Linked DNA regions of Gossypium hirsutum: region 1 is linked to region 2. A link is a contact called in public Hi-C data. All regions are on one chromosome and are shown on one strand. Each heading gives the region's core, a stretch centred on a gene start, on an enhancer-like site or on the middle of the called end of the contact. The rest is flanking DNA. Distances are from core to core; before and after follow the strand shown. Region 1 has its middle 4.7 kb from the start of TRNAS-UGA. Region 2 holds the start of LOC107916522 (nuclear transport factor 2B).

Region 1 (5,801 bases), core at 2,820-5,319, 110 kb after region 2:
CAAGCATTGATGTGATTGAATTTTGAGTTGTGAAATGTAATGAATATCTATATGAACTTTGATATGACCGGTAATGCCTCATAACCCTAATTCGGTGACAAATATAGGTTAGGGGTGTTACATTACTCATATAGACATAATTGCATGATGAGCAGCTTGAACATGATTTGCAGCTCCCATATAAGAGTGGTTAGTATAATATTCAACACGCCATAAACAAGTCACTGATGGTAGCCTTGTGTATGAATATATTTTGAATAGTCTGAGCTAATCTTGCAGATAGACATATAGCATAAAACTTGGTGGATAATTTTGTAGGTTTATATTTGGTGGATATATACCTGCAGACTCATACTTGGTGGTTATATACCTACGGGCTAATACTTGGTGGATACATACTTGTGGACTCATGCTTGGGGGAATGTCCCTACGGACTCATACTTGGAGGAATGTCCCTGTGGACTGTCTTATCTTGTAACTTGAAGACAAGTCCTTGCTGATTGTCTTAACTTATAACTTGACCATGCTTGGCCATTCTGTGTACTATCCATCTGAACCTCTGCAAAGCTAAATAACTTATACATATACAATCTCAATTCATCCCAATTGAACCTCTGTAAAGCCAAACAATATGTGGCACAAAGTGCACAACATGACATCTCATTATTCCTTCATCTCAAATCATCAGATACCTCCTATGCTCCGCATACAAATCATTATCATCAAAATAACTCTTTTCAACAATCAACAAGCCCACACGTTCAGCTAATCATACAACTCAGTGACACACAACAAAGTATACCAAACATTTTAGCATAAATGTTGGTATACATTACAATCAGAAGAAGGTTCAACAAAATACCTTGATCAATAACATTTTACTTAGCATATAGTTCATCAATACCACAAACCTGTGCTCATAACCAGACATGTGTTTGCACTTCAACACTTAACATGCATCAATATTTCAGTAGAAAATCTCATAATAGAGCAACATCTCATCATTAGCAGAACATGCAATATAATTTTCCAAGGACCACAATCCAACTCAAAGCATTGAAACATGCAAGACAAAAATTGAAAGTTTGAGTTTAAGAACTCACCAGCAAAATACCAAGAAGTTGAATCCTCCTCCATCCAATTAAATTTTCTTTGATGCTTGGACCTCCTCCTTCGGCTTTAATAAAAATTCGTAAATTCCACGATTATCCAGCTAAATTGTAAATTCCTACCCACATGCAAGTCGGTTTCTTCCCTTCTATTCTCATCGTTCCAGAGCAAATAACCAATAAAGGAATGAAAGATGAAAATGAATTTCCAGCACAATCTCTAACCCCAGTTAACTACTCTCCATATATCCCCCATTACCCTTTCCCACTATCTTCAAATAACATTTTCAAATTTAAGGACATCAACATTTTTTCATCCACTTATCTAATCTTATAGTTACAATTAAACTAATTTAGTTGAAACCCAAATATCTAATAACCGGCCATACAAGGACTTTCCAATTTACTATATTGCCCAAATTAAACTAAAATCATTATAATTTTGCACAAAATAATTCCATAGGATCAAATCGAAATAAATTTAAATAAGCTAAGAATATGATTCAAATAATCCAAACTTTAATTTGACAATCCAGGTGTGACAATAAACCTACTTATCCTATTCCTTATTAACGTTGAGCCCCTTTAAGCATGTCATATAAGATTCACTTCAGCCAAATTCTAAAGCTATACTAATCAAGTCTGTAACACCCCAAACCTGACCTAGACGTTATGGCCGAATCTTGAAAATTACATTAACGACGTGCGAAATTATTTATTTATTTTGAAAAAAATAGAGGATTGAGTTTGAAATCATAAAAATTTCTAAGATTGACTAATTTTTTCTTTTCGAAAAATATTTAGTAAAATGTATTTATTCTTTAAAAAAGAAAAGCGTCATTTAATTATAATGTTGTTTGAAAACATCTAAATATGAAGGATCTTATATTATAATTATAAAAATGATTTCTTACAAAGAAGGCCGCAACGATTTTCATAAATCTATTTAGGAAATTTACAAATTATCATTTTGTTTAAAATTTAGGAAAAACATAATTAATTTAGAAAAATGGCATTATTAAAAACACTTAAAATCTCATAATTTTGCATGCATGTGTGATAGTTTAAAGTCATAAAAATATAAATCATAACCAAAATAAAGTTAAAGTCCACAGTCCAAAAGTCCACAAAAACACAACCTACAATCCAAATAGTTAAAAGTCCAATAAATATCAATGATGTAAAATTTTCCGAGAGGCTCCACCAAGAGCTGATCCAAGTCCTATGTTTGAGTGCTACTTGAAAAGTTGAAACACTAATGGGGTGAGCTTTTTTTTAGCCAGTCTGAGATTAACTCAAACTCATTCACAACATAAAACATATACTATACAAAGTCATAAAATCACATATCTCAATATTTCATAAGCATATCACGCATGATGATGTCAATGCATAATTCATAAAACAATGTAGATTTTAGTAAAAATGATCCTCCCCATATCCGCTACACACCATAGTCGAGTTTACCCAGAACTCGACCAAACAACACACCAAATTGTGAATAGTGTCATAGTAACGTAGATAAACTGCCATATAATTAGAATCATGAATTGTGTCACATCAATGCAGATAAACTACCATATACTTCCATCTTTCAGGCATCCCACCCCATGCATGTGATATGGCCAAAACACTTAAAATCATATAGGCATGTTTAGCATGCAAATCACATATGTACTCAAGGTACCAAATTTTCACATCTTATTTTCATACGAATATCACATATTTCATACGAATATCACATATTTCATATAATCACATAACATGAAAATGAAATATGCATATTTTTCATATTATTAGCAAACATCAATATCACACAACATACATTTCATAAGTATACGGTTTAAGAAAAACACTTACTTGATAGAAATTCATAAGGATGACTTATCTCACTTTATGGATACATATAGTATCCCCATCAAACAACATTATTTTAATTGCAACATTTTTATCAATATAATAATATTCTTAATTAATTTAGTGTTAAAACTCACACTTGATCCGATGTGTAATTAATCTCCCAGAACACCCAGTCAAGGATCTACAATTAGATTTCCTAATCAAACAACAAATGGCGATCTTGAGTTAAGACTATCATCTTTAAGGTTAATACAACAAATCGATTATCAATTATTATTAACACTTATCCTTAAAAGATCTCTCAGATTAGCGATTTAATCCCAACGGCTAACGGCCTCTCAAGTTGATGTCGAGTGACCCCTCTACACATAATATGTATGAAATATTAATCATTATGAAAATAAATCACTAAGGTCCTCCCTTAAGTTATCGGCCATGGGAAAATAATAGAGAGGAGAAACTATTTCTACACTCCTTTAATACTTACTCTAACATGAATGAAACGGATGATCAACGAAACGATTTGATCACGAATCAAAGGAGAAGAAATGATCTAAGAAGTGGATTTATTCGAAAATAAATCCAAGGAAAGGTAGAGTTCAAATTAGGATTTAAATAAAATAAAATAAAAATAATGAGTATTTGAAATGAATAAGAAAACAAGAAGAGATCTCCACTGTCGGTGATGGTGCTACGGTGGTGACGGCGACAATGATCCTTGATAAAGGCACAGTTCTGGTGGAGGGCAAAGAAAAGAGGTGGGTTCGATCACTTCTTTTAAAAAAGAGAGAATAGAATAAAAAAATAAGAAAAAGATAAAATGCACGGTGGTGCACGGTGGGTGTTATGGTGGAGGAGGCGACGCTTGCAGAGAAAAGGGAAGGGAAGATGCGGCAAGGCAGTGGCTTGACGATGAGGTGGTGGTGGTGCAAGGCTAGCTACGGTGGAGGAGAAGAGAAAAGAAAATAAAAAGAAAAATGAAGGGTAACCAAAAAGAGAGAAAAAATGAAAAAGGGAGAGGTTGCGGATGAGCTAATGGTGGGATAGTAATGAGAGGGAGGGTATGCCAAATTGGGTGAGAAGGATTATGGTCAACCATGTCTAGGTTCATTGAACCTCACACAAGGCATTTGTAAACAGAAAAGGGAAGAGAAGGAGACAAGGGAGTGAAAAAGAGGATTATGTTTGGTTAAACATGGAATGTTGACTAACAAAAGATGGAAAAAAAACTCCCTAAGCAAGGCATGTATGGGTGGACGGCAAAGGTGTTTTTAGGACTTAGGAATTTCACCAAAAAAATTAATTAAAAATATGTTAAATTGGTGACTTAAACTTAGGACCTCTAAGATAACTTTGGAGCACTCAACCACTAGGCCAATCATTTGTTTTTAACTTAGCACATAGTAAGTAAAATATATGGCATGTGACTAATTCATTTAAATTATTCGAATTTTGGGGCCCAACTTATATTTTAATGATTCATTAGGCAATAGCTTATGAAAAGTTCATGCAGAGATTACTCTCCCTCATTTTAAAGCTTTATTTCTAAACTTTTCAAAGCATGCATATACATATATTTATCATTTATGGCACTTATTTTCAATTGGATCCATCCATTCCATTGTAATTTCCTTAACTAGGGCATATACTTTTAGAGTACCTTATCAATTTAAATTCTCATTTTCTTAGCTATACATTTACCTTATTTTCATCCATTTTAGTAATAAAACATTTAGTTCTTGACCTTAACTTTTGCTTTTATCCATCTATAGTCACATTTAAAATTAATTATCAACATTTAATCCATTATCGCCTATAATAAACTTTAGTAAAACTGACTCGCATATACAAGACTCCTTCACCACACCAATGAGCACTAAAGTGCTAAACTGTAAAATAGCATAAAACATCCCTCCACCACACTAAAGAGCTCATAAGACCATAAACTACACCACACCATAATGCAAATAAGTGCAAGGCCCAAAGGTGATAAAAAGTGCACATAAGCGTGAAACCTATGACAAAACTCTAACACGCTATAGCCCTTAATTGGCATGTCAATTGTATGTTAACATTTTACTAAGTCTAGTAAGGCACATTATGATATTTACTCATATCATATATCCATATAAATCGTCACTACACTTATTTATTTTTTATAATCATTTCCACAATGGGTCATTATGACATAATATGTCTATATTTAGCAAAATTTAATCTTTCAAAACAGAATTGCCTACTTGAGTAGCTGTCAATAAATTATTTATTTGTCAATCCAAAAAATTCAAAATAAAAATCTGTTCGATATTTTAAAAATTATACTCTTGAACCTTTCAACCACAAAATTTCCAAAATTTATGCTTTTACACATGCTAGCAAATTTTAAAGGTTAGGGCAGAGTTGCTGGCCTACTACCAAACAACTGTGACCTCTCTTCATTCAAAAATAATTTAATTTTAAAATATAATTTATAAAAATTCACCATTTATTTTATTAGAAACTATACTTAATAAGAGTTTTATAAATATAAGACTTGTGTTCTAATTCATTTTATACAATTCTTAACAAATTTTCAAAATCGAAACAAAGGATGCTACTAACAAATTCAACCTTCCCTCATAGTTATCTCTTATTGTATAATTTGGATGCAAGTTCTGTTTGTTCCAATGAAAACTAGACTCTATAAGATTTAAAACCATATGTGGCTTAACTTCTAATTCAATTTCTTAATTTTTGGTGAATTTTCGAAGTCACACTACTATTGCTGTCCAAAATTGTGTTAGTACAAATGTTGATAACCAAATTATTCAAGTCACATATTAAACACATTCA
Region 2 (5,519 bases), core at 2,035-4,534:
GTTGATCTTTGCCCATTCTATTCTAATAATCAAGAATCTGTTGTCCACCTTTTACGAGATTGTCACATTACCCAAAATTTATGGAGGGAGGTCTATCAATGTTGCTGATTTAATCCCCCTTTGTTTAATAGTTGGGAAGAGTGGTTGCAGAGTAATATTACCTCCAAAAATTGGATCCAACACCCATTGATTCCTTGGTACATTATTTTTACCATCACTTTGAGAAATTTGACTGTGCCATAATGCTTTAGTTTTCTCCAACAATAGGCCATTACGAGGTTTTGTATAGCGTATTCTGACCAGTGCAGGAGAATTTGTTGACCTATTTGTACTAGTGAAAAAAATATAACATTCCAAATATCATTCCAATTGCATGGAAACCTACTCCATTGAATACTAACAATTCATCTATAAGGAACCCGAGTAAGTCTAGTGACGATGTCATTATCCGTGATCATCAGGCAGTTGAGTGATTGGCTCTTTTTGTCACATCCCTAGAGCTACTAGCGTTTGAGGCTGAGCTGTGAACCTTAAGAGACAATGTAATCTTAGCTCAACAACTTAACATAAATTATATTGAAATAAAAGTCGATGCTATGGTCCCTTTTTATGAATTATAACTCTCAGCAAAATGCCTTTCATTAAGGGAATAAGTGTGTTAATGATTTAGCTCATATGGGAAGTAGTTTACAACTTCGACCCTCAAGTCATCTTTTCTCTTTAATGATTTATTTTGTGTTTGTTGACCCTCATATATGATTAGGCCATATGTTTTTCGACAATGCCCATGGCCAAATTATGTATCCAACCCTAGTTTAACTGCCAAATAATACTTGTTCCTTATTTCTCAAAAAAATAAAAATAAAAAAATAAAAAATTCATGCATCATACAAGATAAAAAAAACCAATGAAATGCTATAATATAAAAACAAAATTTTATATACTAAACAGCTTCTACCGTGCCTGCTTCCGAAATATAAGTTGTGAGCTCTGATCATCCATTATCTATAAAACTGATGGAAGTTCCACCACCAATTTCAGTAATTAAATTTAGTGGTTATAAAAGAAAAGAAAATGCTAAGATGGAAATAGAAAAGCAATTCGATACCAACAACAATATCCAACCTCAATACTGGAAACAAAAGTACCAAACCAAGCCAAGACTCGCAAGCTCTGCCAATCTCTCAAATGGAAACAAAAATCTGTGATTTATTGATAGAAAATCTGTTTCAAAGAGCCATAAGCTTTAACTAAAAACAAGTCTTTAATCAAACATCCAACATTCATCCAATTCAGAAGACTGCGTCCTCCACCAATCACAACAACGTCGCTGAAATATGGAGACTGGAATGGAAACCATCATACCCACCCACATAATTAAACCAAAAAATATTTCCATTTTTCATTTAAAATGTCTAAAAGATAACCAGATTTATAAATCCTTGAGATTTGTATTCCCATCACCTGATTAATTGTAGTGATTTCTGTTTCTTCACGCGTAGTTTAACCTGAATATGTCATTCAACACATAAAAGCTTCCTTGTGGTGTTGGCATCAAATGAAACATCTGAGACCAAAAGCAAACCCAAAATCACTCAGTTAATAAAGCTTGATGTCAAAATATCACAAGCAGTTCGTTGCAAATAAGCTCCTATACGTTTGTTACACCTAAATTAGCCTTTAACTTTCCAGGTTTTAGGTAAAAATCAATCTCTCATTTGAATATAGGCAAAAATCAAGGGTAATAACTTGCATGAGGTATAAATACAAGTATTAAGGGCCTTCTTAAAAAAGTACTTTTTTCAGAGTTTAGCCATTAGATAAAAAGAGGCCCTTATTGCACAAAATTAAACAGAACGTTGAGCCATAAATACGTATCAAACTATATAAGTTTGCTCTACGAGAAAGCAAGGCATATAAGTCACAAGCAAAATCATCAATGTCTACAGTTGAGGAGAGATATCACTGGTTTTTCTTTTATATCATGCTCACGATAGAGTTGCCAAGAAACAACATTGAGAAGATGTTTGATAATCTTTCACAGTACGCAATGTGAGCACCCACCATCTATTTCTTATGCGAAAAATGTAATAGGCAAGCATAAAAGATTAAAATAAACAACCGAAGGCTTGCCTATGATAAAAAAACTTCAGGAACAAAAGAACTCTTGATTGCTACAATTATTTATAACACGTAAACATACAGACAGGAATCATAGACAATCTTACAACACTTATTTTAAAAATTTAATTAGATCCTTATTTTATCCAGATAAATAAATAAGAATATGGGGTAACGGTGATGTTTGTAATCTCAAAAAATCATCACAGACGATCATATAAGTCAACTCCATATGCAGAGCCACATAGGGCAAAACAAAATAAGAAATAGCAGGTGTTCCATCGGCAAGATGGTGGATCCAAAATATCTATATCTTTGAAAATTCATGACACAGTTTAATGAAATCGACACTGTTAATTATATCGAGTATATCATACATGTTTCCCTTATTAATTCAGTTATCAAAAGGAATGGAAAACAAGCGATCACTGAAATATAATGTAAACAGCAGAGAGTTTTATATGCATTAAACAGCCAATTCAATTCTTAGAATCCTGAAGAATAAATAAAAAAATTCAAGAGGGAGTTACAACAGATCAAAAACTCACTTAAAAGATCCATCACTAACAAATCGAATCGCGAAATTAATACCATCGATAACACCGATGAGATCAACAGTGTCACACAGATTAGCCTTAGATCGATCGCTCAAGTACATATAAAAAACCCTAAAAAACAAAATAAAACAAAAGATGCAAAGAGAGCTACCTGGCTAAACTTGAGAGCATGTTGTTCGCCGGCAAGTTGTAGTGTTCCAGAGACGAATACGAGGACGCCGCCAGCGCCAGATGGCTGGCAATCGACGGTGGTAATATTGTGCTTGCACTGCTGGAAAGGAAGGCTGGTTAGCTTAGCGACAATGCTCTGAGAGCCTTGGATCTTTTGACCTTCAAAGGTCAACATGGAACGTTCCTGGTAGAGATTGGCTAAACCGGCCCGGTTCGCATCGAATGTGGAGTAGTAGTGATCGACAAAAGCCTTGGCTACAGCGTCTGGATCCATCGATTTTTCGTTTTGTTTATCAGAGTTTGAGCCGTCAACAGAGAAGGGCACTGACACAGGAATTAATAGGAGAGACCAGCCGAGCCCATCCAAAATTGTGTATTTATAGGAGGATTCATCTAGCGGCTGAATTTGAATCATAAAAATCTAAAGGAAAAGGGGCTGCCAGCGTGTTCCTTCTTTCTTTTGGATCGTTTATACACCCGCTTTACTGTCTATCAATTAGCGGATCATTCTTTGCGTCAACCTAACGCAGCCCAACCGTTTTTCTTTTACCTAATTTTATTTGAAGGAAAATTTGAAATTATTTTTTTATTGAAAGAAGTATTATTTTTGGAGTTAGAAAAATATATGTTTTTATCTCTAAAATTTTTGAAGTATATACTAGATTTTGTCACAGAGTAAAAAATGTATGTAATAATTATAAAAAATAATATATTAATAAAAATTACTATAATTGAAATGGTAAAATTAAAAGATTAAATATCATAATATATTGCCTTTGTGATCTTATTATGCATAAGTATTTTTATAAAGTTCATACGAAAAATAAAATTACTCTCAAAATAATAGCTATTATCTATTAAAAATTATATATATATTTTTAGTAAATTTATTACTAAGTTGATAACTTAATTGAGGGTGACATAACTCTCTCATAAAGACCTAATAAAGAAAAAAGAAAAGTTAAAAGAATGATTTTTATTTTTTAACAATTTTAGGGAATGAAAACTAAACTATCTTTCGACTTGAACATATTTTTAAAGAACTAAAAAAAATATAAAACGAAATGTTTTACAGCTTTAACAATTTTAAAAGAAACACTCAATTGTTTCAAAAAAATTCAAAAGAAAACAAGCTTAAAGAAACTTTTAAATATAATAAGAGAAACAAAATTACCTTTCAAATTATATTTATTGCTCATTAAAAATTATGAATTTTTAGTAAATTTATTATTAAATTGATGATTCAATTGAAATTGAAACTAGTTCAGTAAAACACTTAAATATAATAATAGATATTATTGTTTAAACCCTAAGTGAGTTAATGCCACAAGTCAACCAATCACTATGTCGATAATGAAAGTTAGGAAAATACTCTTCCATGTATAAATCAAGTAGAGTAAATTGCACCATATTTTCCCAAACTTAATTCTCACATTAAATTTGTCTCAAAACTTTAAATTACATCATCAAATTTTTGAGATTATATGAATTGTATCATTCAATTATTAAAATCATTAATTTTATTATTAAATGTGATACATTAAATCTATCCTGACATAATTTAAAATTAAAAAAAAACCTTAAAATGAAAAAAGGTTAAAAAAAGTAAAAAAGAAACGCAAAACCAGACAACTTTTGCCCCATAACTGTATAAATTAAAACTTGAAAAATAAAAAGTTAAAGATAAAGATAAAAAAATATAAGAGAGTTTTTTTTTAAGCTTGTACAAAAGCTTTAAATCTCTAAATCAATTGCAGTGCAAAATCGTGGTAAACTTATAATGATGCCAAATCGTTTTTGTGGGGTAAATGTTACACTCTGCACTTTCGGCTGTTAAATTTAAATGTGAGACATCATATTTATTATGAGAGTAACTCAAATTAATTTTATATTTAAGGTTTTATTTGTTTCACTGAAAATGATTTTAGGAAAATAATTTTTAAAAAATAATTTACTTTTTTAGAAAAGTTAATATTTTCTGGTGTTCGAAAGAATCTGTGTAAAATATTTTTTTGTTATTTGGTATATTTCTTAAAAATATTTCATAAAAGTTATTTTCAATTAAACAAACATACATTTGAGATTTTCTTATTTTTTCATTGTTTAATTGAATTTACTTTTATATATAATGTTATATTTTACATTATTTTTGCATATATTAAAAATATTATGTTAAATTTACATTCATTACAACGTCATTTTTTAATTACATGACTACTAAGTAAGTATTTTTTATTTAAAAATGTGACATCAATAAGTATTTTTTATTTAAAAATGTGACATCAACAAAATTGACAAAAAAAATTAACGATGTCAACAATTGCACTTAATTTTTAAATTTGAAAAGTAAAGGGACTAAATTCTTGAAAATAAAAGTACAAAGACTAAATTACAAATCTATGAAGTGTACATAGACTTATGACATATTTTAACCTTTATACTACAAAAAATTTATTATTAATATATTTGTAATTGTAATAAATATTTATTATTAAAATATTAATATTTAATATTTTCAATAATATGTGAATAATATTATTTTAAATTATTATTTTTAAAATTTATTATTAAAATAAAATTGAAATATTAAATAATTTATTAAAATAATAAATTATATTTATTATATTAATAATTTATTATATGACTAAATATAAATAATTAAATATGTAT

What was found. A called contact is a pair of places that touch in the nucleus more often than the background predicts.
Region 1: a Hi-C map of leaf shows a contact between it and region 2, with 2.4 times the contacts expected there. The contact joins the enhancer-like site here to the promoter of LOC107916522 in region 2. A contact is called at or near these places in 6 of 34 Hi-C or Micro-C datasets (callus, hypocotyl, leaf and 1 more).

Annotation. Positions count from the first base shown.
Region 1 is chrA01:93,841,797-93,847,597 of Gossypium_hirsutum_v2.1, forward strand. No RefSeq gene overlaps it. Among protein-coding and RNA genes, the nearest start is that of TRNAS-UGA, 4.7 kb to the right of the region's middle. Within about 2 kb of position 4,070, at least 4 of the 9 cell types and tissues checked have an H3K27ac peak or open chromatin away from gene starts, as enhancers often do. A contact at or near this core is called in leaf, where this site is marked.
Region 2 is chrA01:93,728,249-93,733,767 of Gossypium_hirsutum_v2.1, forward strand. It overlaps LOC107916522 (nuclear transport factor 2B), which reads right to left and starts at 3,285. Exons shown (of 3, transcript XM_016845777.2): 1 at 2,830-3,285; 2 at 1,465-1,567; 3 at 1,190-1,344. The coding sequence starts at 3,264. The coding sequence ends at 1,493.